Linked DNA regions of Mus musculus: region 2 is linked to region 1. The links are chromatin contacts, called in public Micro-C maps. All regions are on one chromosome and are shown on one strand. Each heading gives the region's core, a stretch centred on a gene start, on an enhancer-like site or on the middle of the called end of the contact. The rest is flanking DNA. Distances are from core to core; before and after follow the strand shown.

Region 1 (3,793 bases), core at 893-3,392:
GAAAGCTTGGGAATGGGATTTGGCCAATGAGTGCGCTTTATTTATGATCAGGGTTTCCAGATTCTGGCCCCAAATCAGCATCATGATCCAGGTCTTTTCTTTCCTTTCTTATTTGTCATCCTAGTAGGCCAAGCTGCCCCCTGGGCTTGCCAGTGAGGTCTATAGAGCCATCCCTGACACACACATACATACACATACATAAACATACACACATATATACACACGCAGACACACACATACATACAGATACACAAACATATACACACACAGGGAAAGAGAGAGGAAGGGAGCAGGAAGAGGGAAGAGAAAGAGGGAGGGAGGGGGAGGGAAGAGAGAAGGAGGGAGGGAAGGAGGGAGGGAGGGGGAGGGAAGAGAGAAGGAGGGAGGGAAGGAGGGAGGGAGGGGGAGAGAGAAATGAGAGAGAGAGAGAGAGAGAGAGAGAGAGAGAGAGAGAGAGAGAGAGAGAGAGAGAAACTTCTTGCTACCTTGAGTCTTTCTGACCACCCATTCTCTTCAGGCCTCTAGTATCGCTCACTACTTGATATTCTGAAGGCCCACTATGTGGCCTAGCCGCCACCCTCTGTCACCTTCCACATTGTAGCAGATAGCCCTGACCCACAAGCCTCCTCTGTTAGTCTAAGTCTCCTATTGCTGAACTAACTCTCCTTCTCCCTCTCTCCCTCTCTCTCTCTCTGAACAAAGCCAATGTATTCTTTTACAATTCTGCAGGTCAGACCTCTTCTGATCAAGAACCTGTCTTGTCACGTCAATAGGGAGCCAGCATGCCTGCCTCCTGGATGAGAAGACCAGAGAGGACAGGGTGCTCCTAAAGGGCTGAGGTCTTTATTATACATACAAGGGAGAGCACAGGCAGGGGCATCCGGAAGGGTGCAGACTGAAGCCAACCATGAGAAAGGATGGGGAAGAGAGCCAGAGAGGAAGAGAGAGGCTTTGAGACCTAACACTTCCCAGTCCCTTCCATTTCTGGGAGGTCAACAGAAACCATTTTCCCCACATCTGATTTGACTCTGATGCTTCCTCCATGGAAGAATTTTGTAATTATCTTGAACCCAGCCAGAAAACCTAAGATCATCTCCCTGACTCAAGATGTTCATGGTAACCACAGATGCTAGCACCTTCTGCCACCGAAAGACAGTCACCAGCTCTGAGGACAAGAATGGGGACACTGTGGGACCTATCTTAATCTCATTCCTGCCATAAAATACTGACAAACCCAACTTAAGAAGAAAGGGTGGGGGCTGGAGAGATGGCTCAGCGGTTAAGAGCACTGACTGCTCTTCTAGAGGTCCTGAGTTCAAATCTCAGCAACCACATGGTTGCTCATAACCATCTGTAATGAGATCTGATGCCCTCTTCTAGGGTGTCTGAAGACAGTGACAGTGTATACATATAAATAAAATAAAATGGTCTTTTAAAAAATTAAAAAAAAAAAAAAAGAAGAAGAAAGGGTGATTTGCTCATAGCCCCAGTGTCTATCATAACGGGGAAGCCACATGGGCAGGAGCACTAGGTAGCTGGTTGCATTACACCTGCAATCCAGAAGAAAGAGGGATGAGTGCCTATGCTCACCTCACTCCACTGTATACAGTCAAGCATCCCTGTCTAGGGAATGCCACCACCCATGGGTCTTCCCACATCCATCAACCTATCAAGACAATTCTCCCCACAGGCTCAACAATCTCCTGGAAACTTGTTTCCTAGGTGACTCCAGATCTTGTCAACTTGGCAATGAACACTATTAATCTTCAAAGAGCAATTAATTAGTCTACCACACCCACCTACCCTGGGCTGTCCCTTAGGTGATGGAAAATGTGCTGAGCCGCCCCTTTCCATACTCAGCGGCTTCTGCAGAACCTTCCAGACAGAGGTGCTACAAATGCATGTATGGATGGTGTTCTCACCTCATCCTCCTGCTCCTTTCCAAAGCCTCTTCCTGCTGGCCCTAAGAATGCTTTCTTGCTAGTACCAGCTCCCCTTACCCTCTAATCACCATCCACCTCTCTTATCTCTCTTTTTCACTTCTGAGCTCTAGCCAAATTCTGAGAAGTTGTTCTACAGGCCACCTCTATGCTAATCAGGTGCCCAGCTCCTGTACTCTCCTGCAAGGGGCTCCTGATAAGCCTTTGTTGTAGGCTGCAGTTCTAGGCAGTACAAACCACTTAAACCTGGCCCCCAGCCTCTGTCTTTAGGTACCAGTAGCATGCCCCCACCCTGAGCTGTCAGCATGGCCAAAGACCATAGGAGCTCAAGATCCCAGGTTGGACCTACCGTTCCTCTGATGTCACAATGCTTTTGTGGCTACAATATCAATAGACACTTCTGAGCTCTGTCACCCTGGGCTCCCCATTAGCATGAGAGGCTAGAGCCTTTGTACACCTCTCTTCTTGCTATGTGGGCAGATCGCTCTCCTGGCCTGCCTTCGCCCAGTGCCGCTCTCTCCCATGCTTCCTTCTGGACTGTTAACTTTTGAAGTCCCTTGACATTGAGGCTAGGCCCCATCCACTTCCACTAGCCACCTACGAACATAAGTCACATCTCTACACTCCTGCTGCATGGGCCAGGACGGTACATCCACCTGTCTGCTGACATCGCCATTCAGCAAGGCCAACACCAGAATCCCAGTCACTCTCCACCTTCTCTCCATCCAGCAATCCTCATTTCAGAAGTGCTCGGTGGGAGGCAGGGAGGACCTAAGCTGGCCTTGATACTTGGGTCCCTTACTAAAGCCATGCCATCCTGACTGGCCTTCATCCCCCATCTCGTCCTCAAGTCGATCCTTCAGTCTCTGTCTCTCTGTCCCTGTCTCCACCCACGCCACCTCCATTGAAGGTTTGGAATTACATTGACTACCGGCTTCCTAACCAGTGCCACATCTCTGCCCCAGTCAGCTCTAAAGGCTGCAGCCAATGTTGTCCTTTCAAGACATTAATGTGGGGCTGGGGACATGACTCAGTGGACAGTGTTTGCTGTGTAATCGTGAAGAACTGAGCTGATCCCCACATCGCAGGTAAAAGCCCAATGCCGTGGCGTGCACATACTATCCCAGTGCTGGGGAGGTACGGGGATCCCTGGAGGTTTATTGGTCAACCAGTCTAGCTGAATTGGTGAGCTCCAGGTTTAGAGAGAGACCCTGTCTCAAACATAAGGGAGAGAATAATTAGACACACACATAAACACACACACACACACATCACCACCCTGAACACATATACACACAGCCAAGCAAATAAATAAAGAAACAAAAGTTATCTGGTCATTCATCATTACTTGAAACAATTACCTGGAAACTTCCCAGCATCCTTCACAGAGTAAAGTCTGCAGAAGACCCCTCCCAGTCCCCACCTCCAGGCCTTCTCCAGCCCCACGTTTGCTGTTCACATATGCTGTGTGCCCCTTCCCACCACAGGGCCTCTGCTCAAGCAGATCTACTGATCTGATACCCCCTCACCAATGTGTGCTTTGGTGATGTGATGGCTATTCTTAATTGTCAACTTGACTGCATCTGGAATTAAGTAAAACCCAAGAACTGAGGGGGACTCCTGCAAAGGATTTTGTTTTTTTGTTTTTTTTTTTTTTTTGCTTAACTTGACGTGGGGATCCACTTCTTTTTTTTTTTCAAATTTTATTGAATAAAGTGTGTCATCACAATATCTGTCGTTGTGCCCCTCCCCCCCCCCACCACCATTCAATTTTAACTTTGTTACTTTGGATATTCTCTCTGCTTTTTTTTTCTTTTTTTTTTTATTACGTATTTTCTTCAATTACATTTCCA
Region 2 (3,793 bases), core at 914-3,413, 38 kb after region 1:
ATCTCAGACCCTAGCAGTTGTCCTGGGAACAGGAAGTACTGTTCCCCAGTGTGCTAGTGGGGAGAAATTAGGAAGCCAGGATGGGTTGGATTCACTAAAGAGAGCTCCCTGGGCTTGCAGATGGGTGGACTGACTGGATGAGGCAGGCAGGGACACACTGAGATCAACCCTGGAGGAAGCTTATGGAGGAAAGCCAAGTGAGAGACCACAAAGGCAGCATAACTCCAACCCCCCAACTCCTCTTCCAATAGTCTTTGCCTCTTTCAGGCTTTCTGATAATCCCACATTGAATCTAAGTGAAGAGTAAGCCAGATGAAGGACTCTCATCAGACACCTCGGAGAACCAACCTAAGAAACATTTGGACCAGAAAGCTCCAGGCTGGGGGTGATGGCCGTGATGACAGAGCAAGGGCCCCTGGGACAAGTGTTCCTCATTTTTGAGACGGATACTCAGAAGGTACCACACCCTGAGAGCATCTGCTCCTTAGGGGCACTGTTAGTTAGGGGCTGGGTGGAGCAGGCTGGGGTCTGGCAATCGTGATTCCCAAAATGGTTCACAGAGCATCGCCCAGGATCACAGCTCTAGATTCTGAAACCAGGAGTCTGACCCTGGGCCAGGTACTTAATTGATCCTATCTCAATGCTCTCCCAGCTGACTCCCACACAGGCTGTACTGGACCCACTGCAGGGAAGGAGAATCCCCTTGAAGAGATCAACTACAGCCCTGCAAAATCCAAAGCCCCGTGGGAAGGATCCTGAAGATGTCCTTTCCAAGAAACTAAATAAACCAGGGGGTCTGGGCCATATGCCCAGAAGGTTCCCAGCAGAGACCATACTCCGCTCCCCAGGGATGAGGGGGATATGGGACTTCTGACCCATACACCCTACACCATCAACCAAGACCTAGGAAAGTCCCTGCCTTCCTCTTCGGGGGACAGGGGTGCCACGGGAATCACACTTCATGGAAAACTATTCTGCTTCAGATAGACAAAACTCCCAAAGTTTATAGGGTTCTCAAGATGAAAAGAAGGCTCCCTTCACTGCTCGCAGTCCCCACGCACAAAGGACTGGGCGTGCTTCTTTCTGATCACTCTTAATCACAGACCACGGCTGTCCTCCACACGAAGCCATGGTCAAAAAAAACAAAAGACAGACTTTCCTTCTCTAGGTCATCAACTGATTCTAAGGGTCTGAGCTCCAACTCAGATGGGCTCAAGACACTAGCAACTTTTTGCCTTATTAGCCCAAGGCTGCTCAGTAGTCCCTGCAGCGACTTGCCTAGGGCACGCTGGCCTTGACAGAGGAAGGTCATTGGCCACCAAGTTTCTGCAGTTTCTGCATCACATAGTACCTTGGGGACCGGGAATGAGGAGGTGGGGGGTGGAGACGACACTCAGGGGCGAATTCCCGAAGAGTCCGTGCTGCAACCAAGACTTAAAATAGATAAAAGGCACGCCCTCCCTCTGCCGCCCCAGGCCCGCGGCAGGTCACAGAGAGGCATGCGGTCCCTAAGCCCCCCAGCCCGGCCCCGAAGCACCGGCGACCGGGTCCCTGCAACTAGGCCAGCGGCTGCATCCCGCCCTCGCCCCGCCCTGCCCCCTGTCTACGCGCTCTCTTTGCGAACGCCGGGCCCGAACAGCCGCTCCCATTGGCCGGCGGCCGCGTCCGTCAGCGCGCGGCGGAGCCGAGGAAAAGGCTACAGTGGAACAAGGCGGGCGAGTGCGCGGAGGAAGGAGGCGGAGGCTGGGCCGCCCGAGGCCCGCGTCGGGCGGTGGCGACGACCTGCGGGCCCGGGCCACCTTGAGACCCGCCCCGCTTCCGGTGCTCCGGTCCGTGCCCCGTCGCCTGCCTGCGCCCCCGCTCCCCAGTGTCCCCGCGCGCTCTTCGCCGCGGCCCCCGCGCCGGTTGGCGAGCCGCCCAGCGTCTTCCGAAGCCATGTTCACGTTCATGGCCACGGTGGCCACCGGGCCCACTCACCTTCGCGGGCTCCCACGCGGGGCGGCGAGCCGGGCCGGGGCCGGGGCGGCGGGACGCGGCGGGACGGGGCGGCCGCGCGCGGGGTCCCCGGCCGGGCAAAGTTTCAGCGCCAGCGGCAGCGCGGCGGCGACTCGCTGCTGCTCTCCTCCCCTGCTTTGACCACCATCTTATTAGTACAGGAAATGACATGGAAAACGGAAGAAAGCGGCGTTTGGGGCAGACGCGGACCCCCCAATTCAGGGGGCCGGAGCCGAGCCTCGCTGAGCCCCGCGTCCCCCGAGCCGGCCCCGCGCGGGAGCTCGCGCGTCCCCGCCGCGCGCCCCACGGGGAGGGCGACGCTGCGGAGGAGGAGCGGGCTGCGCCAACTTTGTGCCTGGGATACTTTCTGGGGGTCGTGCTAGAAAGTTGTGGCGTTTGCGCAAGCCCATCCGAGGGTGCCTCCTGGCTCTGCCCGGCTTCGACGTTGTCGGTCTACAACCCAATAAATAGTCAGAGGGCGATAAATGCGTTTATAATTTTAACCCTTACAGGGTCCTCTTCCGGGCCCCTTTAACCCTTTGGTTGCTCAGCCGTTTGGAAGTATCAACTGAAGTTGGGTAACATGCGTCCCATAGAACACCAAGGGAAAAGGGCCCTGGGGCCTGTGAGAAAAATTAACTATTTACGTGGGGACTAAAGGGTGAGTGTCACTTGCTGTTCAGATCAAAGTACAGTACCAAATCTGAATACAAAGCTGGAACGGGACTGTGTCCTAACTTAACTTGCCTAGTGCCTCATTGTATCCATCTGCAAAATGGCACCCAGCAAGAAAGATAGTGAAGGGATGTAGTAAGGCTGGGGTGTTTAAAGGAAGTGTGAGTGGTCAGAGGGAACCAGAACAACCCTACCCCAAGCCCTTCTTTGTAATGACCCCAAGGGGAGGCTGCTGCAGGGTGGGTTCCCTGGCCGAAGGAGGGCCTCACCTTAGGCTGGAAGTTGCCAAAAAGGATTCTACCTGAGTAAGAGATCTTGGAAGGCCTGCCCAGTGCCAGGTAGTCCAGGAAGGTCCAGATAGTCCCAAGAAGGTGTCACCTCAGGGGAGCCGATTACCCAGGGAAAGGAGCTTCCACCAGGGCGATCCCAGAGGGCTTTCCAAGGTCAAGTACTCCTGAGGATGCTTTGCTTAGGAGACCTGATGGGGGCTGGGACAGGAGGCAACTTCTCTTATTTCTCTTGACCTTGGTAACATAAACGCTTCTTCGGCTCCCTTGTCTGTCACTTGCAGTATGACCTTGAGTGTCTGTAGCTATGACCCTGTTTCCTCTTCTTGCAAAGCTGTAAAGGTCCAGCTGCCAGCTCTAGGGTGAGCCCTGAGGGTGTATGTAAAGAGCCCAGAAGCAGCTGTAATGCTATGGAAATGGCTAGGTGCTTGCTGTGTGTCCACAGTGTAGCTTTCTGAAGCACCGGGTCGTGTGTGGGATATGGATGAAGACCTGGATCTGTGTATCCCATTGTGGCTCCAGCCCAGTCAGAAGTCTGTAGGACTACCTCAAGTTCTAACTAACACCTGGGAGAGGGCAGGCTCAGGAAGAGAGGCTGAGGAATTAGCCACTTGTCCCTTATGAGGGGAAGAGACCATACATGAAACAACATCAGGGGTGGGCCAGGAATCCACAGGACCACATGCCAGGAAGGCAAACAGTGAAGACCCAAGTGCCCAGGGGTTGGCACAGGGCCTGCAGTGACTAGTGCCTGCTGCAGAGAGTGGGTGGGACGAAGAAACTGAGACAGACCACAAAGAGGCACAGGAAAAGAAGGGTATGGCCAATGGCCCGGA

What was found. A called contact is a pair of places that touch in the nucleus more often than the background predicts.
Region 2: a Micro-C map of the G1E-ER4 cell line shows a contact between it and region 1, with 2.0 times the contacts expected there. The contact joins the promoter of Prdm11 here to the enhancer-like site in region 1. A contact is called at or near these places in 5 of 39 promoter capture datasets (the 3T3-L1 cell line, cranial neural crest, hippocampal neurons and 2 more), 19 of 484 Hi-C or Micro-C datasets (the G1E-ER4 cell line, the HL-1 cell line, the HPC-7 cell line and 11 more), 2 of 115 datasets of contacts at active chromatin or transcription factors (embryonic midbrain and memory CD8 T cells) and 2 of 9 other capture datasets (adipose tissue and pancreatic islet).

What each region holds. Positions count from the first base shown.
Region 1 is chr2:93,006,374-93,010,166 of GRCm38.p6, forward strand. The region is part of intron 4 of Prdm11 (PR domain containing 11); the gene reads right to left. Among named protein-coding and RNA genes, the nearest start is that of 4631405J19Rik, 21 kb to the right of the region's middle. Within about 2 kb of position 2,143, at least 4 of the 459 cell types and tissues checked have an H3K27ac peak or open chromatin away from gene starts, as enhancers often do. A contact at or near this core is called in the G1E-ER4 cell line, where this site is marked.
Region 2 is chr2:93,044,002-93,047,794 of GRCm38.p6, forward strand. It overlaps Prdm11 (PR domain containing 11), which reads right to left and starts at 2,164. Exons shown (of 8, transcript NM_001368848.1): 1 at 1,978-2,164.